Linked DNA regions of Drosophila melanogaster: region 1 is linked to region 2. The links are chromatin contacts, called in public HiChIP or PLAC-seq maps. All regions are on one chromosome and are shown on one strand. The core of a region is the stretch at or near the end of the contact, and the rest is flanking DNA. Distances in the headings are between cores, read along the strand shown.

Evidence for each region. HiChIP or PLAC-seq counts read pairs in DNA pulled down with a chosen protein or histone mark.
Region 1: a contact with region 2 is called in a Psq HiChIP or PLAC-seq map of the Kc167 cell line, with 2.4 times the contacts expected there. The contact joins the promoter of SKIP here to the promoter of how in region 2. A contact is called at or near these places in 4 of 107 Hi-C or Micro-C datasets (the Kc167 cell line, the ML-DmBG3-c2 cell line, the OSC cell line and 1 more) and 1 of 6 datasets of contacts at active chromatin or transcription factors (the Kc167 cell line).

Annotation. Positions count from the first base shown.
Region 1 is chr3R:22,130,957-22,137,421 of dm6, forward strand. SKIP (Shal K[+] channel interacting protein) reads left to right here and starts at 2,874. Exons shown (of 20, transcript NM_001260304.2): 1 at 2,874-3,495. It overlaps CG42390, which reads left to right. Exons shown (of 11, transcript NM_206540.2): 9 at 1-219; 10 at 287-386; 11 at 1,699-2,411. The coding sequence ends at 2,134.
Region 2 is chr3R:22,038,984-22,045,904 of dm6, forward strand. how (held out wings) reads left to right here and starts at 3,208. Exons shown (of 9, transcript NM_079723.4): 1 at 3,208-3,372; 2 at 3,924-4,396. The coding sequence starts at 4,081.

The DNA.
Region 1 (6,465 bases), core at 1,624-4,123, 92 kb after region 2:
TGCATTTGGATAAGGCCGATCGCGAGTACCAGAATGCCATGTGCCGCGAGGAGGATCGCCGTGTCGAGCTGGAGGAACGACTCCAGAAGGAGTTCGAGGCGGAGAAGGCCGAAATGGAGGAGAAGTTCCGCGAACGTCTCGGTCAAGTTAAGGAGGAGTTTGCCAAGGAACTGCAGCTCTCCACTCAGGAAATGGTCGAATCACATCGAAAGGAGCTGGGTAAAGATACATGTGTATATTGATTATTATTATATATAATTATATAATTGATTATATCAATCGGCAGACTCACAAAAGGCCAAGTTGCAGGCGGAGAAGGAGGAGGCGTTGCAGGAACTTGTGGAGCGACATCGCGCAAAAATGGCCGCTGCCGATGAACGAATCAAGTGAGTGAATGCAATGTGGCATGCCCCGCCCCATGGGCATACTTACCTTAATAGTGCCCCCTGACCGCTGCTCCCCACTAAATTGAAGCAGGATCCATTGGCTTGCATTGAATGTCTGCATCCTACTCATTTGCCACATTTGTCACATTGGAGTCCTTGAACTCGATCCATTATCACATGAACTTGTATTCTGTTCTCTTTCGTTTCACATTTCATTCATTGGATCAGCATGGATCAGCGTTTAGGTCGATCGACAGCCTCTCCAGCCCTGTGGGCGTTTGCAAAGGGGGCGTGGCCGTATATGCCCACACTATATGTGCTATATCTGACCATGTCGCCGCTGATCGCCATTGCATGCTTGGTGTTCAATATTGTCGCAGTGATCTATATCAAATATCGCCACCTCCTAGCGCGCCAATAAAATATTAATCCCCCTTTTCACGCTTAAAATGATTCTTGATTTAAATTTAAGACTGGCCATCATCGAAAATCTCTTGTTAGACATAAGACATTGGTATTGAAATGTTTGAAATGCGAACAAAACCCATAAGAAAAAAAATATGTTTTTATCTGGCATGCAGCTTGTCAAACGTTGTCCTTCTGGTGCGATTCTCCTAATATTTTACTTTCTCTTTCTCGCTATGTGTGTGTATCCACCTCAACCTCTGACCACTCTATATAACCTGAATAACCCCAACCCGAATCCGAATCTGCATCCGTATCCGCGTACGCATTCGTATCCGCATCCGCAACCGCAGCGATGTAGAACTTCGGCACCAGCGCAATCTCAAGGACCTGAAGGCGGCCTACGATGCCGAGAAGGCGGCGCTGGACAAGCGCGACATCAGCAACGCCAACGAGATCGAGCAGCTGCATCGCAAGTGCCGCTGCCTGACCAATCTGTAAGTGCACCCATTCCCCAAAAACCACCAGCCACCCTGACCCATCTTCCCCAAGGTCGAGTTCCTAAGTCTAAGGAAAGTTAATTAAAAGATTGAGTGTGATTGAGACCACAGATCTATGGAATTATGATTCGAAACTTTCGAATTTTGCTAAAATATAAGATTCTTATCTTTATATAATTTTGAAAAATAAAAAAATAAAATCGGAAAGGAAAGGGATTTAAGAGCTCGACCTTTTAACTCTTTTTATCTTTAACACAAATTTATCTTACTTTTGCTTGTCCGTGTTGTGGGATGTTGTACGCCAAGTCAGTATCCAGCATCCGCCTTGAATTCACCATTATCCTTTTTGGTAGTTTAGTAGTGAATATAGTAAATATTTAAGGAATTTTGCAATCCTTTTTGCGCAGATTTGAGGAGATGCGCATGCGATACGAAAGACGAGATCCTCGAGCCGAGGATCTGCGTGAGATAACCGAATTGAGGACACGATGCGAGAGTCAGGAGCGGGATTTGTATGTGCTCACCGATCGCCTGCGGGAAATGCAGATTCAAATGTCCGAGATGCAACAAAATGGTGACCGCAAAGGCGGTGGAAAAGCGGTAAAGAAGCCGCCGCCCAAATCAATAGCCACCAGCTGTGACGTCATATACGAGGAAAACGAGGAGCGAGAATCGCCCGACAAGGAAAATGGTGAGAACTCCTCCCAGGGGGACGAGGACGATGAAGCGGATGAGGAGGTCGAGCAGGAACCCAGCGACACCGAGTCCAATCACACGATCGAGGTCAATGGAAAGTCGGATCGAATCAACGAGGATGACGCCCATCTCATCACCGCCGTGTGAGCGGTCAAAACTTTCTATATACATAGATCTTCCAATTTTGTGGCTGTATTCTTCGAGATCCCCAGGAGTGGATGTTCCAGGACCAAGGATGTGTGTGTGATCCCGGGTGCTTTTGGTGCTTCATGTGCTGCCCTCTGTATCGCTGGATACGGAAATCGAACCACTCAATCAAATCGCTCAAAGCTTGAACTCATAAAAATTGTAAATTAAATTTCTGAATTGGTTTCTGAAACCGCCAAAAACAAAAAGAAACGAAATAAATGTAAATATTTTTAATAATACTGATATTTATACAGTTTACTATTTTTTTATTTATTGCTTAGACTTAACAGCTGTTAGCTTAACAGTTATCTTGGCACTGTAAATGCGAGAGAATTTAATTTTCAAGAGAGACGCATGCGCATCAATTGTACTAAATGAACTAAATTCGCCCAATTAGTACGTATTTCAAATATAAGAATGCAATTGTGGCGCGGCTAAATTTAAATGATCTACGGGCAAGAAAACGGTAAACAATAATTGTACTTTTCTAATTATGAAATATAAATAGAAACAAACAATTTATTGAATTTTTGTGCACTTCTTTTAATATAAGAAACGTAAGTTCGAAACCCTTCGAACTCGAACTAAATCGGTTGCATCGAACCAAGAGAGTGACCGTTCGCGAGCTCGGCTGTGATGCTAAAAATGCCAGATGGAGCAAGCAACATATACGAATATATACGAACGCATTTATCGCCGCGCGGTCAGTCGTCGAAATGTTCGAGATCCGGTCGTTTTGAAAACCAGCTCGAGCGGTCTATTCGCGTGAAATTGAAACTGAAAAAGCCGGTAAAACTGAAGCAAGTGTGTTGTGATTGAGAATTGAGCGAAACGAAAACGGTGGCCAAACGAGCCGTTTAATAAGCAAACAGGCTGGCCAATAACCAATTACCATCAGCCATGCCATCAAGGAATCGTGATAACGCAGACACAACCGGCAGCAATTTGTTAATTTGAAACGTCGTGTGTGTTCCTCTACGAAAAAAAAAACCCAGTTATTTAGCAAGCATTTAAATTGCATTTGTAGCATAGCACTTTAGTTGCGCGTAGGAGGAACAGCAAGGTCGTTGGGGTCGAATGTGAATGTTTGTGATGCAAGTGACAAAATCAAAATTGGAGTAAATTGGTAGCCATTCCTGTGAGCATTTTCGCGTCGCGTAACGGTAAATCATTGCGCCCTGCGTGTCTTCGTGTGCGTGCGTGTTTGAGTGTACGTTTTTCGGTTTTGTTTTCATCTCCTCCTTGCCATCCTCCTTTCTTCCACCTTCAATTGCCATCTCCTAATTTCCTCTACGAACGGAGAAACACGAAAACGAAAAGTAAGTGCCGCTACTTCTATTCCTCCTATATGTGTTATTGTAAAAGATTTGCAGCCATGTGTGCCTGTGTGTGCTTTTGTGTGTGTGAGGGAGATTTCGTGAGTGCGATAGTGTGTGTGTGCAGCCTCCACCAAGCGCCGCATTTAAAGGATATTCCTAATCCGTTTTATTGATTGCAGGGCAGAAAGGAGCGGCGAAAAAACAGCAACAACAACAACTACACAGCTGGAGTGCTCAAACTGTGTGTGTGCCTGTGTTTAGTTCTTGTTCTCGGCAATCTGTGCCGCTTTTTTTTATGTTTTTATTCCCTTCCCATTTCCACTCTATCCTCATCCTCCGGGGTTGCTGTTGTTGTTGTTGTCGGTGATTTAGTAGTGCCTGCTGTTTTCGTTTCATCTCTGTCTCCCTCTTATTTCCCTCTAATTCTGACTCTTGGCCGGCTTTTTGTTGTTGCTGCCCACAGATTTCCTGACAAATGTTAATTATTTATGCAACACTTCCTCTCTGCATTTTGTTATACAATTGTCCATTTTTCACTCATTTGGTTTAAATTGTATAAACACTTCCTTAATGTCTTGAAAACTTCCTTTTTGAGATAGAATGACTCATAAAGTCACATATTTCACTTAAAAAGTGCGTATCTTCTTTCGAATTGAAAGTTCTTGTGCAAAATTACAACACGCATTTAACCCACTGATATAAATTCTTTAATTGAAAATTATGCAGAATCACATAATATGAAATATTCAAAGACATATTGAAAGTTCGACATAATGATTTATCGAACTCAATTAATTTCTGTCTCGAGCAATAATTAAACGTCAATTAAAAAAACATTGATTACTTGTGTGCTTTCAACATTTTGAGACTTGAAATGTTTTTTAAACACCTGTCGTGGCCGTGTCCAAATAAAACCCTAAACTGCCGACTTTAGACACCGAAGAGGATTGTCATTTAAAATCACACAACCACACCTTCTTTTACCTTGTCTCTTATTTTTTTTGTGCCTGCTTGTTTGGGTAGCTTATCTGTGCTTATAATACGTGTACATTTTCGCTGCGTTCCATATCTCGGTGAATAACTTCATCAGAAAATTAAGCGAAATATGCCTGGCACCTGCCCCCGTGGGCATAACTCAATAATCACATCAAATGTCGCCACTGGACTTGCAGTGCCGTGCTCCCTACGCCTTCCCCCTCCAGATGCCCACTTCCTGGAGCAGCGGTCGCAACACCTCCTTAAGAGGTGTGTCCACTGGTCTCCCTGGTCTCGCTGGTCTCCTCTCAACTCCCAGATCTTGGCTGCCCAGCCTTACCAGCTCTCCCCAGCTAATGCCGCACAGCTGCGCGCCATTTAAGTCGCTGACAAGTGTTTTGCCGGCATCTCCGGAATGCGACGGATACGGTGGCGAGGTGGAGAGCCGAGAAAGAATCGCCTGCTTCCATGGTTCCTGCTGCCACAGAAGCCGCAGCAAAAAGTGGCAGCCAACATTGCTACCAATTATGCGATAAGCGAGAGGAGCACTCTTCACAGCTCCACAGACTCACAGCTGATGCTATTTCACCTTTACAATTGTGAGAAAACTTTAGGCAAATATAGTGTGGGTTAGTAAATTAGTTGCGATTCAACTTTTGCGATATTTCCGACTGGAGTTTTGATGCTCTAAAAGCCACTTTAATGGTCTCCATTTAAGCATTTAGTTGTGGGCAAACAACACTTAATTGTACATCTACAAAATGTGCACTTATACTCCGAGTAATTGGTCAAAACAAAATTTACATAAAAGCATAGTTGTCTCGATGATTTTGCACTATTATTAAGAGCCATTAAAAATTTGCTTGAAATTTATACAATTATGATTGCAAAAATTGTAGAAAATTCATGGAATTTTTCATACTTTTGAAATACATTCTAGTTGTTTTACATTAAATCCGGGGCACCACTTAAACAATCCAAAGAAAGCAAAAGTCGCATCGATGTTTACACTTCCCACACTTTTTCAATTAAAATCCATTTTTTTTCGCACTTTGCCAGCAAGTTCGTGCAACTTGCAGGCGAACAACGTGTTAACATGGCCAAAAGCGGTGGGAGACTCGGGCTAATGAAGTGATTAGACTGCGATTTCGCCGATGTTGTTCCCTTTAAGAGTACGAAAAAAGCATAATAATAATGGAAAGGAAAAAAAAAAGAAAAAATGAAATTGGTTGGGGAAAACTAACAAAAGGCCGCGTGCGCAGCCATCAAACGAAACGAAAAGCGTGCAACTGCAACAAAAACACCGGCAAGAACAAGAGCAGAGGAATGACCTTATATTGCAACTGCAAGTCAAACAAAGGGCCGCTAATGGGTGGCATTGAGGGGGCACCTCGCCTCGCAGGGCAGGAAGGTGTAATCCCGGCCGAGGACCGAGGACCGAGCAGTGAGAACCGGTCGATGCCCATTGCCCAGTGCCCAGTGCCCATCGGAGTCCGCTCTCCGAACGGAGCGGCTACTGCGGGGCAATTGGGCCAAAAGCATAAAAATCAGTCAAGAGTCGCCTTCGCCAACTCCGTTCAGCATTAAAAGCGACAAACAAACAAACAGAACGGACACTGAGCCAAAAAAAAGGTGCATCCCCATAAAGATAATCACAGATATAAAGTGGATTTATGGTACTGATAGGCCTATATGTGTATCTTAATAGTTGAGTTGTAAAACAAGAATGGGAAACAAAATAAATCTTAAACGGAAAAGTGGATGAAATTTATAAAATTATCTTTAAAAAAGCTATTCCTTTTTTTTTTTTTGATAGTTTAAATGTGGAATTAAATTTAAATCCTTTTATACGTTTAAGTTCTTAAAGTCATAGAACGAACTTTTTAAAGGTATAACCCTTGGTATTTCTTGCTGTGGACAAACAGGAGTGCAACTCCCCTACTGGGAATGAAAATGGGAGTGGGACTGTCGACTGGCGGACTGAAGGCTGGGGAA
Region 2 (6,921 bases), core at 1,958-4,457:
AAAATTAGAATAAGGCAGCTTTTAGGGATTACGATCATCTTTGTTTTTGAAGTTTCATAAAAGGGATACACCATCTTTCGTTTAAATAATGTTTTGGGCAGGTTTTGGAATTTAAAGAAGTCGATTTTTAAGACATTAGGTATAGAGTAAATAGTAGTTTACCGCCTCTACTTATTGGTTTTTTTTTTTCTACAAACTATGAACTTTGAAATATTTTCAAGTTATCGAATTTCTGTAAGTGCGCAAATTGAATGTTGTTGGCGGCGTGGGCGTGACGAATGTTTGGAGACCACAACGCCGTACGCCCACACGCACACGCCCCCTCCCGTTATACCCACTTGCCACTAGCACTTGTTTCTAAAAGCCAAGTTAACGATGTTTCGGTGAATGAAAAAGCCAACGCGCTCGAGTTTACTCATTCATGAGCACTTTGCGGATCGTGGTTGAATTAGTTTTGGCCAGACTGCGTTTTGTTGGATCCAATCAGCTGGTCGGTCGGGCACAATATGCAAAGTGGAAACTTTATGAATGGATTCGGAAAACGGATGAAGGGGAACGCGGCACGGGTAAGGAGTTTCACCTGTGGGTCGCGGCGCGTGACACAGAAAATGCATTCGCACAGGTGACAAAAATGTGTTTGGAAAAAGCATTGGAAAATCTCATCTTATGAATACACATAAAATCCGTAGATACTATAACAAAATTGTATTCATTGTGAGCATGGTCAAAACCAAACCACTCTGGACACTTTTGTTGCCTGAGCGGGTTGCGTATGTGGTCGAGTGTATCTGACAGATACTTACTATCTGTGTGGGTGTTGCAGTTCGGTTTCTTTGTGGCACCCGAAAACTGACAAACTCAACTGTTGGTAAACCGGTGGCGCCCACACGGCCGCGTCTCATGCGTAATGGAAACAACTGGGAACTGGTTAATGGACGATTGCTGCCTGGCTTTTGGCCAACATATTGCTAATTACACACTCTCACACCACCGGTGGTTTGTTTCTGTGTCGGCGGTAAATTAAGAAAAAGAATGTTTAATTTGTCGTTTAGGCCGCCACAAAGCCGCTAAATGTCTTGGCCAAATTTGCATTCGACACAAACGTGCAGTGGCCAAAAAAGGATTCCCGGGACCAGCAATATAGTGTTAGCGCCGCCTGGCAGGTTGTCAATCTTTGGAACCACTTCTTTTTTAGCAGCCGAATTGGTCAAACAATCGAATTGCATTTGGGTAGCAATATCTCTCTGTTAATAGGCAATGAAAGATTTGTGGGATATTTCCGACTTTAGATTTAGGTTGTTGAACTAATGGTGCATAACCAAAATTTCTGAACTTTTCAGTTTACACAAAACTTGAACCAATTCAAGCATTTTCTCGCCTAACTTTACAGCTGCTGGAAAACTTTTATTTTGCGGCCATTTCGGTTTTCCAAAACCGAAAGTGCCGCCCAAAACGACCCACTCACAATGTAAAACACCACATTCAAAAGGGCAAATTCCAAAAGCACTAGAGAGATTAACGGCCCACGGAAAACTTGGCACTTCGGACTTGGCCAGATGTCCAATGGGCCGATACTGGGCGACGTGGGTGTGCGGATTGGAAAGGGCTTTGGTCTGTGGCCCAGAGATTTAAATCGGATATCCATCCATAGGCATACAATGTCTCAATCGCCACGCACATTGACACATTTTTCAATGGCACTAAAACTGTATAATGGGGCCGTACAACGCATTTAATGTCGGCCCACACACACAGGCCAATTCCGATCGGTTTGAGCCAAGTGCACACAAATTTGGTGGGACTTGTGGCCGGACTGTGAAACTTGGCCAGGTGAGGTCCGGTGGTGGGAGTCTGCTTTCCAATGGAACGACCAATCCGATGTCCATCCACAACTTTGGCCACAACTTTAAACTTTCACGTCTCATTTTGGTGTATGCTGGTTTCAAAAATCGGATCTTGCCCCATGCCTGCCGTTGGCTAGATGTGCCGCCCCAGAAATTTTGGGTTCCGATGGGGAAGACTGTTGCAATGAAGTGATCCTCATACATATATGTATATCAAAATATTGTTGAAGACACAGGCAACACACAATAAGTTCACCGATCCACTGGCATTAAGTGTTGTAATAGTGGAAGGACCTAAATGTGAACAGAACACGAGTAAAATTTTAGAATAAAAGTAGCTTTGTAGACTTAAAAGATTGTTTTATTTTGATACACTTTATCGATAATTAATTATTTTTAGTACGCAATATCTTAATACTGCGTTGAATTTTTGTGAAATTCGCCAACCACACGGAAGCCAGCGAAAAATGTCTTTCGCGATGGAAAGTAAAAGTTGTCGCCGGCCTAGGGTCGCTTATATGGTGCGTCCATCGAAACGCTCGCGAATGCCAATTTTCCCACATACATTTCGCGTTTTGCAGCAGAGTTAACCAAGTTAACACCAACATTTGGCCAGTACGAGTTCGGGGGCTCATTTGCATGGTGTTTTGGACTTGGGGCCCAGATGCCAGCCCCCGCATATGTCCGGCGAAACAAAATGCCGCTTGGTTCTAATCTGCCAGCAATTTCCGTGCGCAATTAATGCCTCCACAGCGCAGTGTCTTAATTAATTCAAAATCAACGCCAACGCGCCAAATTGTGGCCCACCCAGCTACCAGGTGGCAACGCTGAATGTTGTTAGTCAATTAATGCATTAACTAGCCTCCATTTGGAAGAATATTAATGGCCCACCTTTGTATTTAGTTGCTATTAACTTATTTGGCCATTTATTAACTTTTATACTCGCACTTTTGGCTAAAATATGTGTAATATGTTAACCAGCTGCGCAACTCTGTTTGTGCGGAGTGGCAACGCTGATGGGTGATCTCGCATGCTGGCAGTAGGGTGCGAGAGAGCCAAGTCAGAGAGAAACTGACGTCACAAGATGGGTATTGGCGTATTTTTTATGGAAATGGTTATGCAAATATTGACTAAACGTCACCGAGTAGTTAAAAGCACTGATATATTAGAAATTAGTTAATTTAGATCAAAAATACCCCCAAATATATAACCAAATATTGGCTTTTAAATATTTATTAAAAGCAATCGCACTTTGTGACGTCACTGGGCGAGAGAGCAGAGAAACGAGAGCACATTGAAACCACCACCCCACGATCGAACTGGCATGATCTCACACTTACAACGTTTTGTGCTCTTCGCTTCGCATTCAGTTTCTTTTTCTCTTTCTTTGCGCACGGTTCAGTGGTAGGAAAATTAGGAGGAATCGTTCAGTAAAGTCCCGAGATCCGTTCGCTATTCCCCGACTCGAATAAAATCCATATACACATATATCAAATAAACAAAGGATAGGAGTCCTCAGAGAAGAAAAGTGTGTTTAAAAAAAATACTTTCCAAACAAAACGAAATGAATAAAATCCAAAGCCATCCAGTAGCAACAACAAATACATAATCAGCAACTGTGCATATTTCTGCGAGTTTTCTTGCATTTTTAAATCGGTTAAGTGGCCTTGTGCACTCGGTACATCTCCAGGCAAAGGAATTTATACCTTTGTATCTTCAAAACGTAGAAATTTGAATATAAAATTTATTTAAATACTTTTTTGTTGTACTTGCTGTTGCAGCAGCCAAATGAGCGAGGGTGAGAGAGAGAGGCAGCTATTTTGACATTCTGCTTTCATTCATCTCCGTCGCATATACAGTTTTACTGTTTATTGTCCGTGTGTGAGTGAGCGATCGCCGAGGAATTTTCTGCCTTCGCTTTCGACTTGCTGCGCTCTCTCGCTCTCTCAGTATCTCTCGCCCTGCATTGTTGTTGCTGCCGATCGGAAAAAATACTTTTGGGCGGAGTTGTTTTCATTTCGTTTTCCGTTTTTAATATCGCTCGCGTACGAAACTTAATGAATTTCCCAACTCCCACAGTAACGTGTTAAAAGTAGCAAAAACAAATAAAAAAGAAGTGTGCACCAAGTAAAGAAAGCAGAGACCCAAGGAAAGTTGAAAGTTGAAAACCAGAATCTCGTCGAGAACAAAACAAAAAGTTCCCAAAAACCCACACATCACACACGCACGCAACAAAATGAGTGTCTGTGAGAGCAAAGCCGTTGTGCAACAGCAACTGCAGCAGCACTTGCAGCAACAGGCAGCCGCAGCAGTTGTTGCGGTCGCGCAACAGCAGCAGGCTCAAGCCCAAGCCCAGGCTCAGGCTCAGGCACAGCAGCAGCAACAGGCGCCGCAGGTGGTGGTCCCCATGACCCCGCAGCACTTGACCCCACAGCAGCAGCAGCAGAGCACACAGAGCATCGCCGACTATCTGGCCCAGTTGCTCAAGGACCGCAAGCAACTGGCCGCCTTCCCCAACGTCTTCACCCACGTCGAACGCCTGCTGGACGAAGGTAAGTCGCTAAAACTCAAACCGAGTGAGATCCCTCCAAGTCACAGCATCATCCTAATCCCGGATCCAAGACTCAGCGGAAGGATAACGATCACTAGCTAGCCTTTTCTGAATCAAACGATAAACCCAGTTACTGTTTGTTATTGTGATAATATCCTTTTATTCATCAAACACTTTACAGTACCATTAGGAAATTGTTATATATAATAAATGTGATGAAATGTGGTGAAAGAAGAAATTTGGATATTCTTGTTATAATGTTCAGATATTTAACTCTAGAATGTATTAGAACTTTGTGTTTGTATTCCAAAAATTCATGAAAAGAACATTAAACTATTGTAGTATACAAATCGATGCCATTACAGTTTGGTTTATATCTTTTTTAATTGTTCAAAAAATATTTGCAAAGCACTTTAATTCCGAGAATCTGGCGGGATTTATTGTAAACATGTATTACAGAGACTGTAGGTATTTAGAACACATTTGGGTAAATGGGAGAGTTTAAATGAGTATATATGTTATTTTAAAGTGGTGACTTCATTTTCAATCGTGTGTGCCAGGCGTGTTAATGATTAGGGTGCCTCTAACCAAGTGATCACTGTAGTTCAATCAGTTTTGGGGCATGGATCTCTGGGTGTCTGGTTTGTCTCCTCGGCGTCTCCTTTTCGGCATCTTCTCCATCGCGGGTTCTGAGTTCATTCCACCTTACAAACCGAAACGAGATGTTTGTTATTTTTAGTTACTTCCTTTTTGTGCGCCTCTTCGCGGAGCGCACACTACTTACACCTCTCTCCGGGCTCTCTCCTTTTGTATTCTTGGCTCCACACTTGACTGCCAGTGCAGCCTTTGTTGTTCTCATTATGAATTCTTTGTTGACTCGGCCATTCGTAAACCAAAAAGGAGGGAGGCTTGGATTTTGAGAGACGCAGAAGGAGATGCGAAACCCCAGGGGGGGAACCCCCAACAAAGATAGAAACATTAATGTGGTGTGGTATTATGTGATAAGAGATCATTTTATTCACAAGCATGTATGAATTTATACATATGCTAAAAGTTTTAAAATTTTCGAATCTGGAATATTATTGGATCCATTTAATGATCTGCTTTGCTCTGTGCACTGAACGTGTAGCAAACTTATCTGAAAGAGGAAAAATGTACCTCAACTGCCCACGCTTTGCCTCGAAAACCAAAAAAATCAAAAAAAAAGAAAATATGAATAAATATACGGCAACGAAGCAAAAACTCTTAAAGGCAAGCCAACAAAAGTCAACTTTCGGGGCGGGATAGGGGCGGTATAGGGGCAGGGGCGTGGCACTACCTGGTCGCATCTTGTATCTTGTATCTGGCATATCGGAGCTCTCGTTTCTGTATTTGCCCAACATCTGTTGCCCATATGCAGGCCGGCCAAGAGGGTGTGTGTCGCCTCGTAATGACAAAATTATGTTGCACAGATACACAGATTCAGATACTGGTGCGGTATTTGCGGATTGCAAGGTACCGCTAGATGGCCAGAGTACACTTATTATGTACAGCGTATGTTTGGATTACTTTAATATACGTTTTTTTTTACCATATTGCTTAATCAATTTGTTTATAATTGCTACTACAATTTAAATTACATTTAATTATTGCAATTAAACTTGAAATGTGATAGCAAATGGTCTGTATAATAAGATGCAAGATCTTGATTTCTCTCTTCATTTGGAAAATATCCAAGAAGTCGGTGGTCTTATCTAGACCAATCAGATTATTGATTACCAGGTACCAGGAGGTATCGCACTGTCGGAAAACTCGCCCAAAAGCTTATATTCTTGTTTTGGTTTCGTCTCGGCATAACTGCAAACTAGTTTGCCTGTCTACAAATTGTATTTGCTAAAAGCAAAGCGTTGACAATTTGTAAAACTCGTTCCACCAGACTACAAAATCCAAAGAGCTGAAAAAATACGCAAAACAAAATACAGATTTCAAACCCACCTCGTTGGCTTATCAGCTTAGTGGGAGGGTGTCGGACTGGATTTGGGATTTGAGATTTGGGACCTGGGAACCCGAGTGGCGTTCACTATTTACGAATACTGACCGTATTCGACTGCGCTAACTTGGACCGACCGCTAACGGCTTTCAACTTTTCAACTTGCTAGAAGTTTTTGTTTTTTTTTTTCTCTTTTTGCAACTTTCTCTTTTCAATTGCTGTCGTCGCTGGGCTGTGTTTTTGTTTTCGTTAGCTTGACATGCGGGCCAAATCCAAACCCCAACCCCACATTCACATGGGGTTATTTGGGCAACTCCAACATTTTTTATGTTTTGCCCTTTTCCCAGAGGGTGCCAAATTTATTATCCGTACTGCCACGACTGGAATTTTATATGTCATTTCGTTGATTCTTTTAACCTATTTCCCTTGGCTTTCATGAGTTTGCTTTTGATGAAATCCCAAATTCGAACGTATTACGAACTGCTTAAATCAATGTCATCTTTGATTTTAATACGTATGTACTTAACTTTATTTGATCCATGCGTGGAATTCGAAAA